Regions from separate parts of the Mus musculus genome. Here regions 1, 3 and 4 are each linked to region 2. The links are chromatin contacts, called in public ChIA-PET, HiChIP or PLAC-seq and Micro-C maps. All regions are on one chromosome and are shown on one strand. Each heading gives the region's core, a stretch centred on a gene start, on an enhancer-like site or on the middle of the called end of the contact. The rest is flanking DNA. Distances are from core to core; before and after follow the strand shown.

Region 1 (7,335 bases), core at 1,190-3,689, 390 kb before region 2:
GCAAACAAGCAAATAAGAGAACTTCCAGAGGGAGAGAAATTCCACCATCCATAATAGCTGACCGCCTCCTCAGAGAGACTAGCGCGAGAGGCAGCCCTTTGGAAAAACCTGCTTTACAGTGATCCCAGCTCTTGGGGCGGAAGCTGGTCTCCGTGGGATCTAGACTAAGTTACGTGTGAAGCCTCAGTTCCAGATCTTGCAAAATGGAAAAACCATGATCCTATCTCCTGCTCTGGCTCCTGTTTGGTTAAAGACTCAAATGCAAGGAACGTGGAAGGGAATGAAAACCCTAAGCGCCTTAGGCCTTCCTTTGGAGGCAGTATTTTGAAGATAACCCCACATACACTCCTCAACCCCAAATGCAAGGCTATAAGCAGATATTTACCATGATCGTCCAGGTCCCAGTGGGTGCCCTTTGCCTCCTACAAGGCTTTCTCCTTATTGCTGGCAAAACTCCATACTTCAGGTAGTGGCCAAAATCTCAGATAGATCCCCTGGGACCTTCGAAGGCGTCTGTGGGCAGATCCAGCTGGTGCCACCTTCTTTGATGCCACCTAGGGTCACACAAAGGGCCCCAGGTTTCCACCATTAAACTCTGGTTTGTCCCTTTGAAGAAAGAGTCTACAGAAAGGTTCACAACAGAAATGCAGAGGCGTGACTTCAGCAAGGCCAATGTTAACATTTAGATGGGAAATCGCAACCCGCATGGAGCTCATTTGACCTCCACAGGCTTTTTACGCATCGGATTCCCCGCCCCCCCCCCAAAGCCACAATCCATCTTGTTCCGGCAGGCGGCTGCTTGGCTATGGCAGGACAGGTTGTGGCAGTTTCCATAGCCTGGGCCCCTGAGGGATCCTCACAAGAAAGCCTCAGGCTTCCAGGGCCGGGGCTCTGAGCTGCAGCTTGGATCAGGAAGCCTGGAAACAGAGAGTTCCTTCTTGCCCAGATTTTGGAGACCCAGGAAGATTTTACACCTCCCATTGGTGTGGAGAGGATTCCCCCAGTCGGTAAGAGCCATGGCTGGGCAGTCATCTGGTTTTCCAAAGCATTGTTTGCATCCCCTGTCTGTTTGGGGCATGATCCGATAGGGACTTAAGGGGACTTAAGCCATTGAGTTCCCTCAACAGAGCCAGATGTGGTGGTATATGCCTATAATCCCATCATTCAGGAGGCTGAGGCGGGAGGATTGAAAGTTTATTGCCAGCCTGGGCTACAGGGTGAGTTCTAGATTAATCCGGGTTATATAATGAGACCCTTTAAAAAAGAAAAGAAAAGAAAAGAAAAGAAAAGAAGAGAAGAGAAGAGAAGAGAAGAGAAGAGAAGAGAAGAGAAGAGAAGAGAAAAGAAAAGAAAAGAAAAGAAAAGAAAAGAAAAGAAAAGAAAAGAAAAGAAAAGAAAAGAAAAGAAAAGAAAAAAGCCAGGCAGTGGTGGCACACGCCTTTAACCCCAGCACTTGGGAGGCAGAGGCAGGCAGATTTCTGAGTTCGAGGCCAGCCTGGTCTACAGAGTGAGTTCCAGGACAGCCAGGGCTACACAGAGAAACCCTGTCTCGAAAAAGCAAAAACCAAACCAAACCAAAACCATAAGATAATAAAAGATATCCTCCCAGCTGCCTGTGTCTGTGTAAAAAGTATCTTGTCCCCATTTATGGATGACTAAACTGAGGTTTGGCTAAGCCAGCTCACAGGGCTACCCCACCCTTGTGGACAATGTGTACCCTCATTTCTTCCTCTCAGTTCTCCAGGCTGCTTGTTGCCCCAAAGACGAAGTTCAAAGGCCTGGGTAAGACTGTCATCTGTGACCTTTGGTCACCCTGGACTTTCTCACCGAGGTCTGTGTCTCCAGGGGGTGCCCCTGCCCCCCGCCAGGACTATGAGCTTTGGCAGCCTCACGGGGGCACTTTTCACTGGTCCTGGGCATGCCCCTGTGGGGAGGGCAGGTGTCGAAGCCGACCTCCGCCCCAGCCTCCCTTCCTGCTGTCTAGAAGCCATGTGCTCTCAAGCTCGGTGCTCGCATTCCTTGGGAGTCTCTGTTACCAAAACACGGTCTTAAAGTACAGGAAGTTTGGAAAATGGAACAAAGGTGTTTGTCACAGTGCCACGGGCTGAGCTAGCGCTGACCACCGTTGCTGATGGCAGTTTTCCTCGCTGCTGTGTGGGCAGAAGTCCTGGTGAGCTGCCTGGTTTTCATACATTTTTTTTTCCTTCATCCTTTTTGGCTTGTTTGGGACCTTTGGAAGCAGGGGGAAAGCCTTCATAGCACAAAGCACAGATGTCAGGAAATACTTGCTTCAGGAAAGAATGGCAGGCAGAGGTGGGTCACGGTTGGTCCAGATGCTGTCTGGCTGTAGGCAGGCGCACCCAGTACGGCCTGAGAACCCCATAGCCATTCACCCCACAACCCTTTCTGACATCATACCATGTGACTTGGTAGACCTTCAACAGAGACACACGGGTGACGGAGGAGGAGCCCAGGCTCAGGGCAGAAGGACATACCGAGAGTCTGTCTCCTCCCAGCCTGAACAAGTAGCCTAGCCCACAGGATTGTAGAGCAGGAGCCCTCCCCTTCAGCCCCCTGGGAAGTTAAGGAAGAAGGTGACCAAGAAAGCAGGAAGGCTCCGGGTGAACCCAGGAACGCCATGGCCTTCATTCAGCTCTAAGCATGAGACTCTGTCATTTGCCAGCAAAGGTCATGAAGTTTCTTCCTGGAGGTTTCTAAGAACAGGGGCACGGGGAAGATTTTATGCACCATGTCAAGGGCCTGCTAGCCACAGGCACTGGCAAGGAACAGGGGCCTTTTAAATGACCTAGGAGCGAAGAGGCCCCTGCAGCTTCTAGGACAAAAGAGGGTGTGACTTGAAGCTGGGATGGAGGTGGCCTTGTAGACATTAGCCAGGACACTGGCTTTCCTTACTAGCCAATAGCTTCTGGAGCCTCTGTAGGCAGCCAGGAGGGAGGGGCAGACTCTGTGGCAATCCCTTGGCTGAGATCCGGGTGTTGGAGGGCCTGGTAGACAGAGCAGGATTACTCTATAAAGATAGAGTAGTATTCTTTCTCTAAAACCGATAGATCCCAGGCTGCGGGGGGGCCAACCTGGATTGAAAAGGCCTCAGCGAGGGAACTTGGACCGCCCCCATTTTGAATCTAAACTGTGTTAGGCACAAACGGGTAACCAGGAGAAAGCAATAAGAAAAACAAAGAGGTAAACAAGCCAGAGATAGCAGCACACACCTGCAATCTCAGTGCTCTGGAGGCTGAGACAGGGGGATTTCAAGTTCAAGGACAACGAGCTATATAGTGTTTGAAAGAAACCCAAATCCCACGCCACCACCAGTGACAGAATTGGAAGTACAGAAGGCACCCTGTTTCTTCTGTCCCCTTCCCCGGAGTTGCTGGGAGGATTCTGAGAGCCAAGAGGGACTAAGGCAGCTAGTGTACTCCCTGGGGGCTTCTTTCTTCAGCAGTGATTCTCAGAGTGACTTACACTCAAACAGCCAAACCACCAATTCCTCTTCACACCCTGCCGAGCTTGTCTGCCCTTTCACAAGATCCAGGCCCTGCAGATACAGGGGTCAGAATCCCGCTAACCACGCTCAAAGGTAATTGGCATCAGGGGTTTTGAACAGGTCTCCATCCCCTCTTAAATGCCACACCCCTCACCGCTGCCACCCCCCCACCCCAGCAGAGATTACAGCTGCAGCCCCGTCTCTCCTGCTGTGCTGTGAGTGGTGGTTTCTGGGATGCAGTGTGGGGTTTTGTCTGCCTTCCCTGCCCTGTGCCAACTCACCCAGCAGGCCTCACTGCCTTGGCAACGCATTGCAAAGTCCACACAAAGGGAAACTGCTCAGGGGAGGTTGGTCCTGCCTGACGCCTGGAGAGAGTTTCCATGGCAACGATGACATCACTAGACTCGTTTGGCTACGGAGCCAGGCTCTGAATGGAGGCGCCTGGGTGTTCACACTGCAGAGATGTGGAGAAAGGCTTGTCGGGGACTCGCCAGCCATGCTGGAGTAGACGGGCCTGTTGAGAATTCCATACGGAGCCCTGCCCTTGGCTTGCAGTGAGGGCTTGTCAGTCTCCTCACCTACAAAGGGAACCTACAGTCTATTTAAGTGAGGGTGGACTGAAACCGTGCATACTCTGCAGGCCTGGGGTGGGGGTGGGGCACACTGTGACGTCTCCTATGCTGGCACCTTTAAGTGATTTCCAGGGAAATGTGGGAGCAGCCCGAGCTCTTGACCACTGGGCTCCTTCGTGTTTTATCCCTCGGTGAGCCTGTGCTTGCGTGGAGAGAAGTCACAATCAATTATCAGTGGTCGAATCCTCGCCCCTGCCTTAGCAGGGAGGGAGGGATGGAATGGGATGTGGAGAGATAAAGAAGGAAGACTTTAGGGGCTGGATGGTGGCTCAGAGCTTTTCTGGGTTTTCACGCTCAGTTCTAAGATAGTGAGTCCAGACCCAGCAGGAAGGCGTGCCAGGCACAGGTGCCTCCCTCCCTGCACCGGGGCGGGGGGCACGGGGTCGCACCAAGGCGGGGGCAGGGGTGGGCGTGGGGTCTGGGATGCAGACAAGAGTATCCCTGGGCTTCTGTGTGGGCCCCTTGGGTGGAGTTGCCTCTGCTTTTTACCCAGTAGGCAAAACCCTGAGCCTTCTGCAGGAAATGAATAGTCAGAAGCACAAGGCTAGAGGGGCGGGACTTTTTGAGGTCAGCGAGTCTGGACTCTGCCTGCTGGGTGTGCCAGGCAAAAGGGAAACCAGGCTACAGGGAACAGAGAGTCCAAAGCAGGCTTCCTCGTTACGCGTATGTCCAGAAGGTTTTCTAGGCCATATACCTTCCCAAACTCTGACTAAGGTCCCCATCCCCACCCTACCTTAGTACACATGGTGGTGAGGGCCCCCAAGTCCTTAGTCACACAGCTGGGGCCAATTCTAGGTGGATTCAAATGTCCACCTAGCTATCTGCTGCCCAGCTCACTCCTGCCACTATATTTTGTCCCTTAGGGCTGTCTTCATAGGGTCTGGGAACTTCTCAAATTATCCACCTGCAAGGATATTTTATTTAACTTAAAGCTCAGGGTGGCCTTGAAACTCACTATGTAGCCAAGGGTACTGTGACCTTGAGCTCTGGATCCCCTCTGCTTCTAACTCCAGAGTAGTGAAATTTCAGCTGGAAGACACCCTGACCCAGTTTATGCAGTGCTGGGAATTGAACCCAGGGCTTCTTGCATGCCAGGCAAGCATTCTACCCCCCAGGCCTGGGCTTGACTTATTTCTGCCATTCTACTCAATTTCCACCGAGAGCCACCCTCTCTAGATGCTCGCTCACCTCCCACTCTCAGTTCCGTCTGGGGGCAGAGGATACCTGGGTTGAAGGCCACCATGCTTATAGGACAGCCCCAGCCCGACCGACACAGGTTCAGAAGGTTGTAGACCCTTGTCCTGCTCCCCTCACCCGACCCACCCAGGAGCCCCTTCTTTTACCTCCAAGGTGAGGAGAGATATCTACATGCTCCCTGGGGTGGCACAGTTCCATCGGTCACCTCCTAGCTCCCTGGTAAACAAGGGTGAGCTCCCTGGATATGCACCATGCTCTGCTCTGGTCTCTCGGCCTTTGCCCCTCTTGGCCCATGGACACCTCTGGCTCAGCTGGCTTGTGTACCACGGCATTGTTTGATTTCAAACCGGTTCTATAAAGGTGGCTCCAGTCCAGTGTCCTGGACGTGGCACTGTCACCCATTGGGTGCCCTGGAAAAAACAGGTAGGGGAGAACAGGAAAACCAGAAGCCTTGTGGAAAGCAACATACTTTCTTTTCTTTCTTTCTTTCTTTCTTTCTTTCTTTCTTTCTTTCTTTCTTTCTTTCCTTCTTTCTCTCTCTCTTTCTTTCTTTCTCTCTTCCTCTCTTTTTGTTGTTGTTGTTTTTGTTGTTTTTTGTTTTGTTTTGTTTTTGTTGTTGTTATAGACAGGGTTTCTCTGTGTAGCCCTGGCTGTCCTGGAACTCACTCTGTAAACCAGGCTGGCCTTGAACTCAGAAATCTGCCTGCCTCTGCCTCCTGATCACTGGAATTAAAGGCGTGTGCCACCACTGCCCGGCTAGTAACACGCTTTCTGAGACAGAAGCACAGGACCGCAGAAACAAACTGTGTGGCTGCGACACACTCTTTCTCAAAGCAGAAGGCAGTGTTGGCTGCCTCGTGGAACTGGACTCATGAAAAGATGGTGGTCAGCCTTGGGTCCTGGAAACCAGCCACACTCTTCCCCTTTGCCTCAGAGATGGAGGAACTGTGTCAATGGCAGCAGGAGGCTCCCCACTCATTAGAGTAATAGGACCTTGTGTCTCCACCCTTGGACAGGTGGCCCAAGGTGTATAGCGCCTGGTATCCCTCTCCGTGAAGACATCTGGGGAAAATCCCAGCACACCCCACCCAGGCCACCTGCTCTGCCCTTAACCCACACTCAGCTGGTTAAAAGCTGTGGGGTGGGGCTCCATTCCTATTTCTTTGACCTGAGAGTAGAGGCTCCACTGCTGATTTACATAACAAGGTTTCACATGGCAACCAAATCGGCTTTCAGGGTAGCAGAACTCAGGCTGTGGCCTGCTGTGGGCAGCTGTCCTTGGTTCAACCTCCCCATGGCCCCAGATCCACCTCCTACTAGCTTTTGAAAATTCTTCAGTAAAGACACCATCACCCCAGCCTGGCATCAAGGGGCCCCATGAATGGTGAGCCTGCCCTGTCTCTCATGGGGAATCCTAGGTCACCTGCTCCTCTGAGGCTGACGGAGAGCCCTGGGCGGGACTCCCGAGGGCCCACTGTGTGCCAGGCCCCACCCAAGGCTCTTTCACACACATTAAATCATCACTCCGTCACAAGTCCCGCTGAGGGAGGTAGTCATTGCCATGGAAGCAAGAAAGCAAGTGAGTCCCAGCTAGGGCTCCATGGGGACAGAAGTGACCCAGGCCTGGCTGATGAGCGGGTTATCTTTGAGAAGATGCAGTGCCCTCCCAGTTGCTCACTGTCTGGGAGGGGATGGAATTAGCACCTTCATCTCTAATTCTCAAGGTTCCGTGGATGCTGTCCTCTGCTCGGCTGGCATGGCAGGCCTCTTTCTCCCTTCTGTCTCCTTATAGCGTTGGCACCCACTGAGGCTGGGCCGGTAGGTGACAGGACATACCTACCATATTCAGGAAATGCTGCCTGAAAACAGCCATCAGAGCTGATGCTGCTGTTTGTTCTTGGGGCGTGCAAACCATCCCATGATCCAGACAGGCCGTCTATTCTCCAAGTCAAGGGAAGCCATTCTACTTTACAGCACAGAAGCACATACCTACAATCTCAG
Region 2 (6,462 bases), core at 3,505-6,004:
AAAGCCAGCATCTCGAAGGACTGTCCTGCCCTCCTGGTACATCTCAGCAGCCAGGTCCGGGTCAGGGGCCGGGAGGGTACCCTGCTGCACCTGGGCAAAGAGTGAGGTGCCCCGTTCCAGGGTCAGCTGGTAGAGGGAGAGGTGGTCGTCACAGTGGTACAGCAGTTTCTGAAGCTGTTGAAGCCACGGCTCCACCTTCTGTGCCGGTAACCCCAGCATCAAATCCACCGACACTCTGCCAGGGAAAAGGAGCCGGGCTTCCGCCAGAGTCCGTAAAGCGTCGCTGGCTGAGTGAGTCCGGCCCAGCAGCTGCAGCTCCGCGTCATCCAGGGACTGCAGAGAGAGGGTCTGGTGTAAATGCTGTCCCTGAGGGAGGCAGCAACACTCAGCCTTATTTAAGGCACAGATGTGACTGGACACAGAACAGGAGATAGAGTGAGTCAAGGCAGACCCAGAGAGTTACTCTTCAAGGAACGGTGCATTGAACTCTTAACCCCCCCCTCCCCTTTTGTTTTCTTTCCTTTTGAGACAGGGTCTTACTATAGTGCTGACTAGACGGGAACTCACTAAATAGCCCAGGTTGGCTTCAAGCCTGTGGGGTATCCTGCCTCTGCCTGTTTGAGTGCTGGGTGGAGAGCCACGGTCAGTGCTCAGTTATCAGTTCTATTTGACAGATGAGAAAGCGAAGGTTCGGAGATAGTAACTGCAGTGTCAGACCAGGAATTTAGAAGCCGGGGATTTTCCGGCTTCTAACAGGTTCCCCCCCCTAGTGTTTTTATATTTATTATATTATTACTTTTGTATTATTTATGTTATTTCTATTATATTTATTATATTGTCATTATATCTATTATATATTATATATTAGAAAATGTTTTATTGCATTTATCATTAAAGCAAATATTTAATATTTATTGTAAAGGCAAACATTTTTACTTATTATATTTATAATATGTTTATATTAATTATTGCGGGTGCACAACAGTGATTATATAGAGGTCAAAGGTTAAGTTGGAGGAGTTGGTTCTTTCCTTCTGACAGGGAATAGAACTCAGGTCATCAGGTTTGGCGGCAAGTCTCTTTATCCACTAAGCCATCTCTATGGCCCTTCTTTTTAAATTAACTTTTTTTTTAAAAGATTTATTTATTTTATTATATGTAAGTACATTGTAGCTGTGTTCAGACACTCCAGAAGAGGGCATCAGATTTTGTTATGGATGGTTGTGAGCCACCATGTGGTTGCTGGGATTTGAACTCAGGACCTTCAGAAGAGCAGTCGGAGCTCTTAACCACTGAGCCATCTCGCCGGCCCTTAAATTAACTTTTTACATTTGCAATTAGCTTAAGCATAAAGGCTCAGTGAGGTCCCCATCTATGTACAACACAGCACAACTGCCAGTCTCCAGAAGGCTGGCTTACTTGCTTCCTTCTGAGACACGGTCTCAGTAAAGAGCTGAAGCTGGTTTTGAACTCATGGCAATCCTCCTGCCTCAGCCTCCTGAGTAGTGAGATGACAATTGTGTGCCCACCACATCCAGACCCAAAGGTCTCTTAATTTAGTTTTAGCTGATGTTTTCTCATAAGGAGAAGCCAGGCGTGGTGGTACACATCTGTAATCCCATCCCCTGGGGAGGTAGAGGCAGGAGGATCGGGGATTCAAAGCTTCCTGACGCTACATAACAAGTCTCAGGCCAGAGTAGACAGTAAGACCTTGTCATAAAAAAGAGAGAAGCCGGGTGGTGGTGGCCAATGAGGCCTTTAATCTCAGTACTCAAGAGGCAGAGGCAGGCGGATCTCTGAGTGTGAGGCCAGCCTGGTCTACAGAGTGAGTTCTAGGACAGCCAGGGCTACACGGGGAAACCCTGTCTCAAAAAATCAAACAGGGTGGGTGGGGGATAAAAAAAAAGAAGCATTTTGAGCAAGAGCATCCAGACATGGTACACACACACACACACACACACACACACACACACCCCTTGCAGCTCTTCTATGACCCTAAACCCTAGGTGGAGCACTTCACCGGAAGCAAAGCACCTATGGGCGTGGTAGGGATGGCAATCCCAGATACCCAAACACCAGAGGTCACCAGAGGTCAACCTAGAGAGATTTCTCCTGACTCATAAGCACACCTTCAGAGGCTCTCCAATGGGAGAAACCCCAAACTCCCACAGGAGCGGAAGGCTTTCGGTCCTGTTTGGCGGCCTGTCTCCAGCCTCTCCAGTCACAGGAATGACACAGCTTCTCCTCCAAACATGCAAAGTTCTTCCACATCCTGTGCCCTTTCCTCCCACACCCCTCCAACCTGGTCAACACCTGCTCTGTCTCACTCACACATCATTTCCTCCAGGAAGGCTTCCAGGATTTCATCAGGCTGGGCTCCCCTCAGTACTCTAATAAGCCTTCGGAGGTTCCTCTAGAGGTAGCAGTTACTGTGCCATGGTCCGGCTGCCAGCCTGTTCCAGGTCTCCAATCACAGAACAAGCCGCATCCTGTATTTTTTTTTCCCTTCCTTTCTTTCATGTCTATATATGTGAAGTGTGCCTATGTATATATGTGTTCACATGTGTGTGAGGGCAGGGGTGAGTGTGTGTGTGTGTGTGTGTGTGTGTGTGTGTGTGTGTTTGTGGAAGCTCAGGGTTGACAATGGGGGTCTTCTTTACCTTTTTATAGATTTATTTATTTATTATACAGGATTCTGCCTGCATTCGTGCCTGCACCAGATCTCATTACAGGTGCTTATGAATCACAATGTGGGTGCTGGGAATTGAACCCAGGTCCTCTGGAAGAGCAGCCAACAACACTCTTAACCTCTGAGCCGTGTCTCCAGCCCATCTTCCTTCATTTTTTGCTACCTTACTCACTGAGTCGAAACCACAGTTGATACGGTTAAGTCTGGCTAGCCAGCATTAAGCAAGGCGAAGGGCGGATTCCTTCATCTGTGCCCTCAAGTGCTGGGATTGCAGGCAGGCTGCCATACCCAGCCAGCGTTTGTGTGGGTGGGTGAGGATCCAAGGGCTGGTTTACACTTGCCCAGTAAGTGCTCTAACCACTGCACCATCCCTTACCCACACCTGTGCAGCACCTACCATGTGGCAGGTACTACATGAAACGCCTAGACTATAAAGGGTTAAGCCAGCTGGGCCTTGTGGCCTGTAATTCCAGGAGTTGGAAGGCTGAGGCAGGAAGACTGCTGGGAGTTTGAGGCTAACCTGGGCTACAGTGTGAGCTCCTGTCTCAAAGTCATAATGATAATAATAATAATAAAATAATGGCAGCTAGTGATATAGCTCTTTGTGGAATGCTTGCCTACATGCCTTGGGGTTTGATTTTTATTATTATACAAACTGGGCATGGTGGCACATGTCTGTAGTCCTAGTATTAAGATGGAGACAGAAGAGTCAGGAGCTCAAGGTCAACCCTTGGCTACATATAAAATTTGAGGCTAGCCTGAGCTATAGGGTACCCTGTCTCAAAATAACGAAGACATTAATAATAATAATAATAACAATAATGATGTTGATGATGATGATGCCAAAGCCTGCCTCAGGAAGTGTATGGGCCAATATGTCAAGAGACAAACAGTAAGAAAAGTGTCACTACACAATCTACTGTGTACTAGACCCTGGTGCCCAGAAATGTTTTCTCAATGACTAAACACCATCCTAGGATCTGGGAGCACTGGGGTAGGGTGAGTGAGGTAGGTCACCTGTAAACCAATGGACAACCTGTTCACTCCTGCTGCTCCAAAAGCTGCCAGCCTAGGACCTGGGGCTGAAGTGGGGTTAGCCTCCAAGGTGACTTCCGAATCGGCAGGCAGGTAGACTTCCTGAGCCACAGCCTCCAGGACAGCAGCCACAGTGTGGGGACTGGCCAGACTCGGGGTTCCTCCACCAAAGAACACAGACTCTACTCTGGAGGAAGAGGATGGAGACATAAAACCCCGGGGAAAACCCTTGGGGAACATCCTCCTGTAGTGTCCTCTCCGCCCAAGACCTTGTCTAATGTCCCCAGTACTGACCTCTGCACCCCGCTGAGCCGCAGCAGCGTCCTTGCCTCAGTCACCAGGCAATTCCGCACGGTCCCCTCCTCCACGCCGCGGGGGATGTACTTATTGAAGTTGCAGTAGCTGCAGCGTTTCTCGCAATAAGGCCACTGGGGACAGGGGATGCGTGTGTGAGCTAAGGCGGGGCTCTGGGCTGCCCAGGCCACTTCCAGGGTTTATCTCACACATCCCCGTTCCCATTCTGAGGTTGGTCAGCGGTGGTTGCGACAACTAAGCCACTCTGCGTCCCGTGGGCAGATGGCGATGAGATTACTATGCCCACTTTCGTGAGACAAAACAGGTTCCAAGAGGGACACCCAGCTAGTAAGCACCAGACTTGAGGTTTTTGGCCAAACACTTATTCCGGTGGCGAATGACGCGGGCAGATGTTGTACCAGATGTAATGTTAGGCACGGACAGCGTGCATGTGGGCTATGAACGGAACAGCCACGGCCACCGCCTCCTTCTGCTCTCCCCTACTCACTCACGTGCACGTAAAGCGCCGCACGCGTGCTCGCGGACTCAGGACTCGGAGGCTGTCCCAAGCTGTCCACACGGGGGCGCCGCTGGGCCGCCCTGGCCGCTGCCACCCATCTGCCGGTCCGGACCCCGGAGGGAACCATGGCGCGCAAGGCGGCAGAAAGGAGGGATGCGAGACCTCGACAGCGTGCCCAGCAGGGGTGTACCCGGGGCTGGGCCGCGTGGATAGCCCTGGCGGAAGTCAGAGGGGCTGCGTGACCTCGTATTGCCTCTCCCGGAGTGGCTAGAGAGCCCACGGCCTCGTGTCTGCGGCGCCACCTGGTGGACACTGTTGCACACACAGCCTATTCGTTCTCAAGGACACAGCCAGTCTATCTTTTGCCAAGGACGCAGAATGCCCCGCCAGCCTCTTGGCTCCCTGTGTCAGAGCGACTTTATTGACTCATACAAGATTTCTTTGTTTGTTTGGGTTTTTTTCAGTCAGTTACTTAGATTGGTGTGTACCTGGCTCAGATCTGAAAGCCAGGCCTACTAAAATCAGGTCAGTCTAACTGGCAGGGGAGACACTAACCAAGTTAAGAGTTAATTCGGTACTAGGTAACTGGCTGTGAGCTGGTGGGCCTACAGAAGTGTGCGTGGGAGTCAGCGGAAAGGAAGCTCACGGGCTGGGTATTAGAGGAACAGAAAATCGTTGGAAGCCAGGGGCGGTGGCTCACACCTGGAATACTAGAACTCCCGGAGGATTGTGGGAGTTCCAAGCCAGCCTGGGCTACAGTGTGAGAGCCTATCTCATAGAAACAAAAGAGGGGGAAAGACATGATGGCTCAGCAAGGAACGGACAGTTGCCCTACAAAGCAGAATGGTCCCTGGATGCCAAATATGTAGTGGGAGAGAGCCTCGCTCCACATAGTGGTCCTTTTGCCTCCATGGGTGCACCTTCTAGCAAACTCATGTGTGCACATAATACACACAGATACAATAATAAAATCAATAATTGTGGCATAAATACTGTATACATACATACATACATACAGGCAAAATACCCAATTACGTTTAAACAAACGAGAGAGAGAGAGAGAGAGAGAGAGAGAGAGAAAGTAAAACCTGAGGCTGTCCCAGCAACCACATGGTGGCTCACAACCATCTATAAAGTGACCTAATGACCTCTTCTGGCACGCAGGCGTACAAACACATATATTTAAAAATAAATAAAATTTAAATATAAATAAAACTTTGTTTAAAAAAAAGAAAAAAAAGTCATGTGTGGCAGAACAGCCCTATAATCCAGGTCTGGCTGACTGCATGAGACAATGTTTCAGAAAAAAGGAAGCAGGGCTGGAGGGGCTGGCTCAGCAGTTAAGAGCACTATCGGCTCTTGCGGAGGACCCTGCACCCACACACTGTGGCTAACAACCATCTGTAAGTCGGAAACTCCAGACTTCCTCCAGCATGCACATGGTGCACAGACATATGCAGGCAAAACACATGAAATAAAATAAATATTTTTTTAAAGGAAGGGAGGGAGGGGAAAGAGAAGAAAAGAATTCCACTGGGAACTGGCTTGGCAGGGAGGGTGGGCTGTGGTCTCTGAGTCAGGCCAGTCCTTGGCATCAGATGGAAGAGGTCGCAGCAATGGTGTGTGCAGGAGAGGCAGGACACATGTGAGGGGCTTGGAGGAGCTATGCCCCAGAATGGAACGATCATGGGCTTTGGAGTCGAGTTGTCGTAAAGCAGTTCTTCCTCAAGAAAGTAAGGTGTTCGGAGTACAGCATCCAGGAAGAACCAGTCAGAACAGGCCACACTCTCTGTTCTGGTCCCCTCTAGAAGAAGGATTGTCTTTCAGTGTGTTAGCCCAGCACTATGTGGCTCTAGAGCATACAACTTAGGGAGTGCTGTTTTCCTGTCCTTCAGCTGCGGTTGGAGTGGGGCACACACAGATG
Region 3 (6,513 bases), core at 2,621-5,120, 420 kb before region 2:
CCTCAGAGACCTTGGAGACAGGCAGAAACTGGGCAAGCATCAACACCTTTAGACGCCTTCTTCCTAGGTCCCTTTAACTGAGATGGTGGGATGAGAAATGAAATTTAAGGAGGGGGAATCCTTGGATAACAAGACCCCACCTCTTCCAGAGCAGGAAAGGAATGGGTGATAAAGAAGACCCACTGTGCTATGAAGAACTGGGGCTATTCTCCCTTTTCAGCACAAGGTGGCGCCATTCTGATCTTAACCTTCCAAGTGCCAGTGAGCCAGAAGCCAAGCGCAGCAACAGCAGAGATGAGCCTGTTCAGGGCTTCCCTTGCCCCGGCAGTGCTTGGCTTGCTCACTGCCCTGTTTCTCTTCCTCATCCCTTCAGTAGGGGAAGGAAAACACCTCTGCTCAGCTCTACCAAGGCAAAGCCTAGGCATCCAAGCATGGGGCTGCTACGGAGGTGAGCGGGTTTCGAGATGGGTACAAAAAACATTGGCTTAAAGGATTTTTGGAAATGTCCACATCACGATTTCTGGTCTTTGAAGTTGCAGACGAATTTCTGCTGCCGCCTGCCTCTAAAGACACTCAAGGAGATGCCATGGAGTCAGCTTAGTGAGTTGCTTCAATGGAGACTTTATCCAAGCTGATAGCAACTAGGAGTTACATAACTCAGCAGGTCACAGAGCTAACTAAGCCCATTACAGGCCATCAATCCACAGCTATTTCCTGGCTTTTATAGCTGCTGCTGGAAAGAAAGGAGGGGGTAAAGATTAGGGGGAGAGCATGTGTCTGTGTGCCTGGAATAACCCTCCAAGGTCACACTCCCCTCACCTCTCTGCACTTGTCACAGGAACCTGCTAGGCCACTGCCCTTGCCACTAAGAGACTCACAACAACCCTCCAACAACCCTGGTGCTCTGTGTGGCCAGAACTTTAGCTTGGTCTTTTTTTCTCTCTGAACCTTGGTTTTCAATTCTAAAACACAACAGTGCTGGACCAGATGGGTTGTAGGATAGCTTTCTGCCTTGAAAAAGATTCTCAACAGCCGGGGATGGAATGGGGTGGGGGAGTCCTCCATCTGTAATGGGTGTTACATGTTAGTGGATCTTCCTGAGGGTAAAGAAGATGAAGTAGACATCACCAGAAGGTTGGGGTAGGTGAGGTTTTGACTGTTGGCCCTATGGAGGGAGACGAGCTTCACCAACATTCAACATTCCCTCTCCAGGATGCTAACACAAAGAGAGCATGTGTCACACAGCTGGCTAAAGCAAGCACAGGCTGAAGGATGGGGCATCTCAACAGCAGGGATTGGCAGCCCCAAGCTCAGGGAGTTTAAGGTTCAGAGGACTCACAGTTATTCCAGATGGATGGAAATGAATGCCCCAAATAACATTGGAAGTACCCCTAGGGAGGTAACTCCCCCCTACCATCTGGTACTGAAAACTCCACCCTGGACTGACCCTGTGCAGTCCAGATCCCCCCAGCTGGCATGACCTGACAACATGGGCAGAGAAAGGGAAGAGCGAGGTAAGTTGCTTGGGACAGAGAGTTTTGTGTCAGGAAATGACAGAGAAGCTGGGGAGGGACTAGATTAGCCGGAGAGTTGGGGGTTCATGCAGAGACCCCTTTCAGGCAGAAGTCAAATTCCCAGACCTTCTTTGGAGGTCCTGACCCAGTACAGAATGACAGGAACAACCCTTGGGCAGGAAGGCCAGTCCTTCACTGTCCCTCCCCAGCTCCGGGCCGGGCCGATACAGATAAAAGACTAGAAGATGAGGGTGGCCTGCTGGCTGCAACACTGAAGCAAGCTGGTAGCCATGCCCCCGTACCTCCCTCCCACATCACTCACACACACACACACACACACACACACACACATACACACACACACACACACACACACACACACACACACACAGTGGCAACATAATGGAAAGAAAGGTAAAGATTAAGCGCCATGGAGCAAATTTCCATGAAATGGATGTGACCCCAAACAGAGGTGACCCCTGAGGCTAGTGGCTTTTCTAGAACTCCAGACCCCTCAGATCCTCACCTGCACTCAGGCACTCAGGGCTTCTCCTTCCTCCAGGGGTCCATCACCATGGTGAGGAATGCGATGTCCTCAAGACGAGACAGAGGGTGAGCCTGTATGAGTCCCCAGCCCCACAAGGTAGGCAGTTCCAGAATGGGATCTCAGGGTCACTGTCAGTTACCTCGGGGCAGACACCTGGGTTATCTGAGAGGCTCTGATACCAAGGCTGTATAAGACACCCTAGCAGAGCTCTAGAGGTCAGGCGGAGACCCTAGAGACCATTTGGGGACACCAGGGAGTCTCAGGGCACTGGTTTACATAGGAATGGTGTTTGTAGAGGCCAAAGGAGAACATGTGACCACTAGACAGTGCTGCAGAAGCTTCCTGGCCCTGACAAGGTATTCCTGCCTCTGCTCCTCAACAAGTTCACCTCCCTCCCGGGGCTGCAGGCTGAATCTAAGGAGAGCTGAGAGAGCCATTTTGTACCTCACTGCTCTCAGCTTTCCCCTAATGAATTCAGTGCCAGGGACTACATGCAGATCCAGTGGACAACAAGGCTCATGAAACAGGATGGGGAGTGTCCAGGTCTGGGTGTCTTTCCAGGGCCTCTTTGTCCTTGTTGAAAGAGTTGAGAAGTCAGCATGGACTATTCTAGAAACTTCCCTGGGCTGGGCAGGGGGACAAGAACCCAAAGATCATTACAAAAGCTGGAGGTCAGGCCTGTGCCTGTCAGCTGGCTGGCCCGTCTTCAGTTCTGTCCTGAGCCCTAAGAGGCTTAGAGCATCATGTTTGGTCCTGACCCACTAAAAATGTCTAGCGGTACCCACTCTCCATTTGTGACAAGAGAAACGGGTTCTAGATGCTGCTAAGTGTCCGCTGGGAATACAAAAGCAACCATCCACTTGAGAGCCATGGCCTTAGAGGACAGGTGACAAGGACTCCAGGAGGGTCCATCCACCTCATGCTAAAAGCCTTTTCACCAGCAGTTCTTGCTGTGGCCTCTTCAGGGAAATCTGGTAATGATTATGACCTAGGCAGGTCTCCTACCATTCATCTGAAGGGAGTGTGTGGAATTCAAGTCCTATCCACAGGGTGAATGAAGGGAACATCTTCCCACAGGGAAGAAGGCCTGGATAACAGCAAGCTGGGGTAGCCTGTACTTCACTTCCTGACCCTAAGAAGTACATGGCCACTAAAGGTACAAGGCCACTCAGGGCAGCTGAGTTGCACCAGAGACCCCTACCCTTTGGAACTTCTGGAATGAGGCCTTGCCCCTCAAGCAGGTGGCTGTATGCTCAGCCCCATTTGGAACCTTGCACATGGCTTCCCTGACTCAGACTGCTGTATGTGACCTGTGCTTGTCACATCTCAAGATTACTTCCTATGGCTAATGACCTGGACACCTGGCAGGTGTCCCTCCCCCTGAAGGCAGGGGATGGGCCTAATGAAGCCAGCGGCAGCTTTTAATTGTGGGTTCTAGAGTGGAATGATGGGGGAGGGAGACACACTAAAACTTCCAGGAGCTTCCACATCCTAGCTGGCTCTGCAGTGTATTGTAAAGACACTTGGTATTCAATGCCCCTGTCAGGTCTCAGTTCCTTGTTTATAAAATAGAGGCTTTGGAGAACAGGGTGTGTAAAATTTTCCTGTGCCTAGGAACATCCTACATGATAGGGTTTTCAGGTACATTCTGTCACTTGGGTCACACATTATCCTACCAAATGACTATTCTCACTCTCAAGTTATAGCCAAGGAAGCTGAGACTTGCCCCAGGTTACAAAGTCAGCAGGTGTTGGGTCATGTGATCGGGTCTGGCCCATAGGTGGCGCTGTTGAGCACTCCAGTGGCTCTGTAAAAAGGCCAACTCGCTGGAGGACGGAAGGGTGGCCTGAAGACTGAGGAGGGGCAGGTCAGGTGCCCAGTCCAGAGAGGAGGAGTTGAAGATGACAAGGTTCGGAGCTCCAGGGACTGGGTGGTGGCAGTGCTATTAATGGAAACAGGGAAGTCCGGAGGAGGAGCAGGTTTGGGCCCAGGAGGCGGAGTTCATCCTTAGACATGTTGACCCTATTATGCTAACAGTGGGCTATTTCGGCTGAGGTCTAGCCACAATTCAAGGAGGAAAAAATTAAGGCTTAGTAAATATTCTTGACCAAAGCCAAGCTGCTCTTGCTATGTCCCATGTTCCCTGGCCTGGGCCTCAGGCTGCAGTGTTAGGATGGCAGCAGCCTAGCCCCAGCCCCAAGTTCAAGCCCTAATCCAGCCGCTGGGGGTCGCCACTGTGCACAGACTGGCAGAGCTGCCAAGGTGTGCCAACCGAGAAGAGGGTTTGGAGCCAGGATTCCCCTCACAGGAGACAGAGGTCTCTTCCCTCTTTGTAGAGGTAGCAGAGGCTCACGAGCAGAACCGAGTATCAGGCAGGTTAAGCTTTCCCCAAGAGCCTGATTAACCTTCTCCATCAGGTCTCGGTGACCTTGGAGCCAGGAGGGAAAAGCCACAGAGCCCCCTCACCTCTGGTGCTTTGAGAACAGCTCTCCCAGTTGCCCGGGGCGGGGGGCGGGGGCGGGGGGGACACAGTGTTCAGGGCTCTAGTGACCTCGCTGGGAGCAGGATCCCAGCTGTTTCAAGCCTCCACATGTCTCCCTTGACATTTGCGTCAGCAACTCTGCCCTTTGACCTTTCACTCCCCAGAGAGGACGGTGGAGGCAATCGGGACTAATTATTTGCAGTTCGGTGTGTCCAGCAGTTTATTGGGGTTTGACCTGGCTCTCTGGTCTCCCCCACCCCAGCTTTATGGTCTTGGTCTCCCGAGGAAGTTAAAGAACCAAGGGCAGGAGTGGTTCCTCTTGGCCTCCTGGTGTTGAGAGCCAGGTGGGAAGGTACGCTTGTAAAAGGGCTTGGAGAGGTGTCCCCACGCAGGCACGCACGCCCAGCGCAAACTCTGCCCCCCACACCCTTGGGCCAGCCTCCTGCTGTGCTTGGACTTGTTGGGACATGTCCCCAAGTGGACTGGGGCCAGGAGAAGGGGATGCCAGTCTCCTGGCTGCTTGCCCAGGCTGGAAGGGGGTGGAGGTTGCAGGACTCCGAAAGAGCTGGGGGTGGGGCAGGTGCGGTGGAGTCCATGGGGCTCCCTAGGCCCTGGGCCCATGAGGTATCTGGTTCCCTCTATATTTGGCCTTGACATTACTAGCATGCCCTCTCAGAGGGGCAGGCGGCCAGCTGTACCCAATGTCTCCTCACAGGGACCGGATTATTTGAGGGCTCTGGGGGAGACAGTTGTAGCCCAGGAGGGCTGAGAGGCTTAAGAGGACATTTCCCCACAGATCCCGGTCAGAAAGGAGTCAAGGATAGATGGCACAGATAGATGGCCCTGAAACTTTTCTAAGAATTCCCAGTACACTCACTGGAATGTTCCTTTTGCTCAGGTTCCCCGAGGAAGCCTAGGCTCTGTGGCATGGGTGACGTGGGGCATGATCCCAACCTCTTCCCCAGGAGAGGTTTTCTAGGTATCCTGGTACCCTCAATAAAAATAAAAACAAAAAACCCAAATAACCACAGATCATTTTATGCAGTAGGCACCTATAATCCCCACATTGCAGGGGCTGAGACCGGAGGATCACAAGGTCCAGGCCAGCCAGTGCGGTATACCTAATGAGACTGTCTCAGAAAAAGATACGAAAAGGGAGCCCCGTCCACATACATACAGAAAACAACTTCGTTATAGATTGAGTCACTGGAGGAAAGGGTGGCTGGCTGGTCCTCAGTGTTAGCGGTCTCTCTGATTACTATTTCCAAAAAAGCAACTGGGATCGGCCAGCAACTCCAGCTTTCCAATATGCTGAGTGCACTCATGCAGGCCAGAGGGACTAGGAGTGTCCCTGTCCCCGTGCCCCCCACCCCCAGGGGAAAGTGTCTTTCAGACCCTATGTCACTTTGAGAAAACCTCACACTTCACTATACTGTCTCCTTTCTCCTGCTGAGGGCAGAGCCACACACGGCAGCAGCTGGTCCTAGGCATGGTTGGTAGACTCTTGTTCCAGGAAATGTTAGTCCTTCCACTCCTTGGCCAGAGCCCAGCACCAACAGCAGCCAGCCCTGTTCTCGGAGACCCTCCCGAGTGTTCCATGGCTAGCTGTGGTCACCTTTGTGGTCTCAGTGCTGGTCGCCTTTGCTTCCCTGTGCCCTCCCCTCCCCCGGCCTCAACAGCAACAAGCAGGTAGCAGGTAGGCTTCACATCTTACAGGCTGGAAATGCAGAGGGCTGCTGCATTGCTGGCTCACTATTGGCTGCAGGACCCAGGCTGTCCTCTGAGAAGTCACATGGCTACCACGCTCCCTGAGAAAGCTGCTGCTGTGGCAGGTGTCTGGATCAGAGAGGCTCAAGCGCCAGCCACGGCCTGGCCCTGTGATCTGAGACTCATTGTGAATCTCTCTCCCTTTGACTTCAGTTTCTCAGTCTATAAAATGGGTGTATGAATAGCTTGTCATGGGGCCTAGG
Region 4 (6,318 bases), core at 2,516-5,015, 270 kb before region 2:
GCACCCCTTCCCATCCCTACTCACAGAATCAAAATAAGTAAAAATGTAATGTTCTAAAATGGTGGATAAGGGAAGCTGAGAAGCTGTTGTCAATACCTGGCCTGCGAATGAAGTCCAGAAACAAAACTTCAAAGGACTGAAAGAAACAAGAATAGAAAACCAGGCATGATGACCAGTCACAGTGACATCAGTCTCAGCCTCATGATGAGTTCAATCCAATACGAGTATGTTAGACCCTGTTGTAAGAAAAGAAAGAGGCTGGAGAGATGGCTCAGTGGTTGAGAGCACTGACTGCTCTTCCAGAGGACCCAGGTTCAATTCCCAGCAACCACATGGCAACTCACCACTGTCTTGTCTATAACTCCAAGATCTGACACCTTCACTTAGAGACATACAAGCAGGAAAAACACTGATGCACATTTTAAAAGAAGAAAGAGAGAGAGAGAGGGAGGGAGGGAGGGAGAGAGAGAGAGAGAGAGAGAGGAAGTCAGCCATGAAGGTTCATGGGTCCCATCTCTCAGGAAGGTAAAAGAGGAAGATGGTCACATGTTCAAGGCCACCTTGGGCTACAGAGTACTAACCCAGCATGAGCTAGAGAGAGAGAGAGAGAGAGAGAGAAAAAAAACAAGGTCGTGCTATACAGCTAAGCGTATAAACTTCTAATCCTCTTCCCTCCATCTCTTTTGTGTTTGTGTTTTGTTTTGTTTTGGTTGGTTGGTTGGCTGAGTTTGTTTGTTTGTTTGTTTGTTTGTTTGTTTTTTGAGACAGGGTTCCTCTGTGTAGCCCTGGCTGTCCTGGAACTCGCTCTGTAGACCAGGCTGACTTCGAACTCACAGAGATCCACCTAAAGGCCTGGCAGCCTCCATCTCTTGAGTGCCACCCTTACAGGATTCTCCCACCACGTCTGATTTTTATTCATTTGCAGACTCCTGCAGTGGGTTGAGCTTATCGCTGGCCTTGGGTTGCATTCGCGTCGTGATGGTTGCCCGGCTCACAGAGCTTCAGGACATGACTTCTTGGTCCACTACAGAAGAAATCTTCGGAGCCCTGGGGAAGAGAATTGGTGGGCTGGGGGTAGAGTTTCATGAGCCGGACCTAGAAGAAACATTATCATGCTTATTCCATTGGCTGGAACTCAGCCATCTGTCTCCGTTCTCTGTGTGTCCCCAGGACACTTGCTGCCACTTCCTGTTCTTCCCCATAGCAGACCTTCCATCCTGTATGCTCTGTTGCAACCCCACCCAGGTTCCAGTGACCTATGGTTCAGCATCTTTAGGTCTTATGTGTTCCCCAAACCTTATATCTCAAGCAGTGGGTCGGACCTCTCACACTGCAGGATGGAGTCTAACTTGATCCCATCCACCAAGCCTCATTTTCCTTCTCTGGCTTGTGATTCAGGGAACCGTTCATTCTGTCAAGCGCCCAATCTATAAAGCCCAGAAACGGCCCTGGCTGTCACCAGTTCCTCCATGAAGGCTCCTTGAATCACTTCCATTTCACAAATCATTCTCTCTCCACCCTGTACCGACTCAGCCCAGCTCAGATTCTCGTGTTAACCTCCTCTCAAGCACCAACGACCCCACAATCGTTTGAAGCTGCATCTTCTAAATCCGATCTAATGACATCACTGTGCTGTTGTCCACGTAACCACATTGCTTGAGGTCCCCCATCTGTGTCGTGGCAGGACTGAGGTGGGGACTCTGTTTTATGAGCGTTTGGAGACCTGGGATTCCACTCCTCATTCCTTGCAGGATGAGGAGCCAGAAAGCACAAAGACCATTCTTCACATAGCAGAAACCCTCAAACGGTGCAGAGCCAGCCACCTCCTTTGCACACACTCAGAATCCTGCAGTGGGTCGGCAGCTTTACTGAGGGGCCTACTGTCGTGTCCCCCACCCCCAACACACACACACCTGTTCTGTTTCACTGAGATTCCTAATCCCCAGAGCTTGGCAACCAGGCTCTTTTCACAAGGGCAGCCTTGTCTCAGGACACTGTTCTTGCAAGACAAAAACCTTTCCGAAAGACCCCCGAGGGTCACTATGGTCCACTCTGCCTTTCTTATCTTCCTGAAGATGAGGCAGCCACTTTGTGAAAATGAATTGGGTTAAGAGGAGTCTGGGATTCGGTCTTTGAGACTGTCTTTGTTTCGGCCCAATCTTCTTTTCACTCACCCACCTTCATATAAGATGTATTTTTTTCTATATTTATTTAAGACAAGGTATTGTCTTACTACACAGTTCAGGCTGATCTTGAACTCTTGATCTCTCTGCCTCTATTTCCTGTAATGGGTTGATTGGTATATAGCACCACACTGGCCTTACAGTAGCCCCTTTTACATACATTAGCTTCCTGGTTATCTGTCTCCTGACCAAAAAGTCAAGAAACAACGTAGAAAAATGCAGCTACTTTGTTTCCAGGCACTGTCTCAAGAAAGCAAGGCAACACTGTTTCCAGCCTGCAACACTGTCTCGTTAGGGTTCTCTTCTTCCCAGGGAACCCGCGCAAGTGTCTGGCTTATTACGTCTGGAGCTCGCTCAAGTCTTACTGAATGAGTGAATGAGCACAGTGACATAGATGACCCTGTGAGGCAGATGATGGCATTGTGCTTCCTTTTCCCCCAATCACTACGACAGGCCCCGTGATCGCTCACAAACCAGGCTCTGTGTCTAGGGCCTAGACGTACCTTCCTCTCGGCAGAACTGGTGGATCTCAAACAGTGCCTACCAGGTCTACAGGTGGCAACTCTGTTTGCCCACGCGTTCAGGTTCAAAGTATCAGTCCCATCCCCTTCCTGTCTCCTGTCCTCCCCAGCACTGGCAAACACCAGGGTCACAGAGTCAAAGTGACTCCTGAGCGTGGCTACCTCCTGGGCCACCACTATTACCAGCTTTACCTCCGAGGTGGCAACATTTCCTAACTGGGCCCCTGCTCTCCTTCTCCCCTCCCTGACCCATTTTTCTTGTGCAGACAGGAACCTCCTGACAAACTCAGGTTGCTTCTCCCTGCCCTATCGACTGCTTCAGACAACTATTCTTACACGTGGAATAGAGTCCAGAGTCCTCACCAGATGCTACAATATGCATGCGAACATGCACACTGTCTATCTCTCATTGACTCTGGTCTAGCCATGTAGCCATGTGTTTCGCATACACAGGCTACTGTTCCAAGACTTTGGTTCTTTGCACTGTCCTGACCTGGAACTTTCTTTCCCACCGGTGGGCTTGGCTCCCTCTTTTTCATGAGCTCTCAGTTCAAACACGCCAGCAAGCCCTTTCCTGCCTACCTCATCGAAGAAGGAACAGCACCTTCTTCGGATCATTTTTTTTGGTAGCCCTGCCCAGTGTTGGTTTTCCTGTTTATGAGGTGTCATTATCTCTAAATTGTAAGTGCTGCACGCACAAATCCTACTGTGTGCTGGCATACTCCAGGGACTAGAACTGGGCCTGGCACAAGGCAAGCCTGGCATACACGCTTAACAGGGCAAAAATGAGAGGGCATCCAACAGACAGAGACACTGGCAGAGGCAGATCTACTGGGCACAAAGGACTCGGAGCACGGGCCTTCATGGCAGGTCTCACGTTCTCCAATCCCCCTGTCTCAGAGTATACCACCAATTTCTGCTGTCTCCCAATATGGACTCTGGCCTCAGCCATGGGTTTTCTTTGGCCAGGGAAACATTCACAGAGTTCAGGGAGATAAGCTGAGGCCTTATCAGCTCTCTGCCTCACCGCAAGAACATGCCTGGGCATGCCTGCAGCGGGGATGCAGAAGTCCATTCACAGTGTGGACCAGCCAGTGCACAGGCCTCACCGGCAGGTGTGTGTGGGGTGGGGGTTGGGGGTGGGGGCAAGGACCAGCATGACTGTGGCCCAGGGAAAGGTAGCCAAGTTGAGTCTGCAGGCTCCAGATCCAGGAGACCTGGGAGCTAGGCTGTGTAGGCAAGACTGAGCAGTGTAGCATGAGACTTCATATTGCCTTGAGCCCCAAGGACACACTAACTGAGGGGCCGAGGAAATGGGGAGATCAGTGAAGTGGGACAGGAAGAGGACACAGATTGCAGTGTGAGGTCATTGCTCCTAAGGTGGGCTGAGTCAGGGACAGGAGTTCTGAGTCACTCAGAGGATTCTACCCGCCGGTCACATAGCTCCCCATTCAGGTCCTTCAATCGCATTCCCCCTTTCTCTCCCAAGACATTCAATACTTCTTATTTCCTGTTACAGCTTACCTGTCTAATCCTAGTCATTGCTGTCAAACTTTAAAATTAATTCTCAGGGGCCAGAGAGATGAGAGTACAAGGACCTGAGCCTGGATCCCCAGGCCCCCCGGCTGGGCATGGCTGTGCTCTAATGGTGGGGACAGGTAGATTCCCAGAAATAAGAAGAGAGCAATCAAACAAGCCACTGGTGTATTCCTCTGGGCTGTACATGTGTGTCAGCATTGGCATTTGTGTGCACGCGCACACGTACACACATATAAACAAACAAACAAAACAAAACAGATATAAGACCCAATGTAATCTACATAAAGATTTAAACCATGCCTGAGACAGAGTTCAATGGCCCTAGCCATGGAGAGAAGGCTGGCGTAGGAATTCTCTAGAAGCACTCAACTTGTCTGGGCGGCTTCACCGAGCTTCGTGAGGTCTCTGACCCACATCTGCAAGCGGTACTCTGAGTAGCCAGCTGCCTACGGGAGGCAGGTTGGAGACTGCCTCTTGGCAATGGCAAATTCAGGGAAATTACAGAGGTTGGTGTTTGTTGGTTTTGGTTGCTTAGCAGCTACACACCATGGTGGAGGTGGGGCTAATCCAGAATGGGAACCCCCTACAGGCCAAAGATCCCTCACAACATCCCTACAGAGTTCGTGGGCACTGAACCTGGGCCCCCTGAGAAGCCAGGGCCATCAGAGATGCCATTCATCATGTCCCCAGCAACAGCATCCAGGGGCAACTTGACCCTGGGGGCAGCAGGACGGTCCTCTAGAGTCCTTTCCTGTGGTTCTACTGCAGTCTTATGGGTTCCTGGACAATTTAAGAGATGGGTCTTCTTAGTTTACCTGGTGATTCTGTGGACTGCTCAGTCACCCTTCCAGAAAATTCTCACTGGGCAGAATTAGCCAGCCTGGTTTTCTGCTGTGTACAACCAGTAGCTCGTCTTTGTCTACCTTCTACCCCACCTCACCTCTTAGAAACCACATCCAAGAGCCCTGTCTCCACCCTTCAAGTTACCAGGAGCACAAACAAACCCTGCGGTCCTGGAGAAGATGAGTCAGCCTGTACCAGAGTACCAAAAAACAGGGTAAAAGGTGTGACAGGCTAGTGTTGGAATTGTCAGCCAGGCTTCTTTCTTGGTGTATCATCCTAGCCTGTGATGTATCATAATGCCTTAGTTTATCAAGGCTGTGCTGTGGGAGCTTGACTGCTGAACATTGGAGTTCAGAGCCTTGCCTCAGCAAAACCCCAACCATGGGAGGCATTCTCCTGCCTCACCCCAGCTTCAGCATCTGGGTGCCACAGAAGTTAGGGGACAGAGATACCAACATTCCCAGAACACCCTACACGTATCTCCACATAAACTGGACATGGTGGACTATATGGTTTGTCTGGAAAGAGAGGGACCGAGATAGCCCAGTCCTCCATTTCCTCCTCAAGAGGCTGAGACAAGGTTCTGGGGTCAGAAGACGCTGAGGGTCAATCAGTCTGAGGTCTGGATGGACCATAGACTCCTTGGATGTACCCAGCAACGGTAGACATTGGCAACGATGTATCTGAAATATATAGACATTTGCAAAAGATGCTGAGTGAGGCCAGAGGCCGTCTTTGTAGATGTCCACTAAAACAAATTAGCATCCAAAACCAGAAGCTATCTCCATGGCTCCAACTGGAAGGAGAAGGAGGAGGGACACTTAGAATTCGCCAAGGCAACCTTGAATTTTTCCAGAAAAGAATGCTTTCACGCCATGCAACATGGGAAAAGGAGATGGAGGTGAAAATTTCCATGGACAGAAAGTAAAAACACTCACACGTCTGACTTGAGGGCCTGAAGTCTGCCTCCATTATAGAGATCTCACTCAGGAAACCTTGCTGCCCCTGGTGCCCACGAAGACAAAAGCCAAGGAGGACATGGTGAGTTTTACAGGGAGAGTTTGACATCTAGGTAAAATGACTTTTTCAGTAGGCACCTGGGGTATACCGGGCTCCTGGAATGTGCTGGACACCATGCTCAAAATGAGATGAGGCTCCCCACTCTCTTGGATAGCGCTCAGCGCAGTGGGGATTATCATTTTGCTGACGAGGAAAGCACAGTATAGGGTACT

Evidence for each region. Hi-C and Micro-C count contacts between places; a contact is called where the count stands out from the background. ChIA-PET counts read pairs in DNA pulled down with a chosen protein or histone mark. HiChIP or PLAC-seq counts read pairs in DNA pulled down with a chosen protein or histone mark.
Region 1: a contact with region 2 is called in a FOXA1 HiChIP or PLAC-seq map of pancreatic cancer cells. The contact joins the enhancer-like site here to the promoter of Rsad1 in region 2. A contact is called at or near these places in 4 of 115 datasets of contacts at active chromatin or transcription factors (astrocytes, embryonic stem cells, forebrain and 1 more).
Region 3: a contact with region 2 is called in a Micro-C map of embryonic stem cells, with 2.5 times the contacts expected there. The contact joins the promoter of B230206L02Rik here to the promoter of Rsad1 in region 2. A contact is called at or near these places in 3 of 39 promoter capture datasets (cranial neural crest, embryonic stem cells and neural stem cells), 1 of 15 datasets of contacts at CTCF or cohesin (the NIH/3T3 cell line), 35 of 484 Hi-C or Micro-C datasets (the AML12 cell line, B cells, the Ba/F3 cell line and 23 more), 8 of 115 datasets of contacts at active chromatin or transcription factors (embryonic midbrain, embryonic stem cells, hepatocytes and 3 more) and 1 of 9 other capture datasets (embryonic stem cells).
Region 4: an RNA polymerase II ChIA-PET map of memory CD8 T cells shows a contact between it and region 2, with 20 read pairs. The contact joins the enhancer-like site here to the promoter of Rsad1 in region 2. A contact is called at or near these places in 2 of 39 promoter capture datasets (cranial neural crest and frontonasal cranial neural crest), 7 of 484 Hi-C or Micro-C datasets (the HL-1 cell line, the N1E-115 cell line, embryonic fibroblasts and 1 more), 4 of 115 datasets of contacts at active chromatin or transcription factors (effector CD8 T cells, embryonic stem cells, memory CD8 T cells and 1 more) and 2 of 9 other capture datasets (adipose tissue and embryonic stem cells).

The regions. Positions count from the first base shown.
Region 1 is chr11:94,156,757-94,164,091 of GRCm38.p6, forward strand. Gm35338 (a long non-coding RNA gene) reads right to left here and starts at 5,813. Exons shown (of 4, transcript XR_001780294.2): 1 at 3,787-5,813; 2 at 386-554. RefSeq lists an enhancer at 1,899-5,421. Within about 2 kb of position 2,440, at least 87 of the 459 cell types and tissues checked have an H3K27ac peak or open chromatin away from gene starts, as enhancers often do. A contact at or near this core is called in astrocytes, embryonic stem cells and pancreatic cancer cells, where this site is marked.
Region 2 is chr11:94,544,453-94,550,914 of GRCm38.p6, forward strand. Rsad1 (radical S-adenosyl methionine domain containing 1) reads right to left here and starts at 4,755. Exons shown (of 9, transcript NM_001013381.2): 1 at 4,531-4,755; 2 at 4,019-4,152; 3 at 3,707-3,911; 4 at 1-333. The coding sequence starts at 4,665.
Region 3 is chr11:94,129,586-94,136,098 of GRCm38.p6, forward strand. B230206L02Rik (RIKEN cDNA B230206L02 gene) reads left to right here and starts at 3,871. Exons shown (of 4, transcript NR_167701.1): 1 at 3,871-3,970.
Region 4 is chr11:94,270,661-94,276,978 of GRCm38.p6, forward strand. Gm38956 (a long non-coding RNA gene) reads right to left here. Exons shown (of 3, transcript XR_880146.1): 1 at 6,184-6,318; 2 at 6,025-6,091; 3 at 779-1,095. Gm38953 (a long non-coding RNA gene) reads right to left here and starts at 737. Exons shown (of 2, transcript XR_880145.1): 1 at 97-737. Within about 2 kb of position 3,766, at least 60 of the 459 cell types and tissues checked have an H3K27ac peak or open chromatin away from gene starts, as enhancers often do. A contact at or near this core is called in memory CD8 T cells and pancreatic cancer cells, where this site is marked.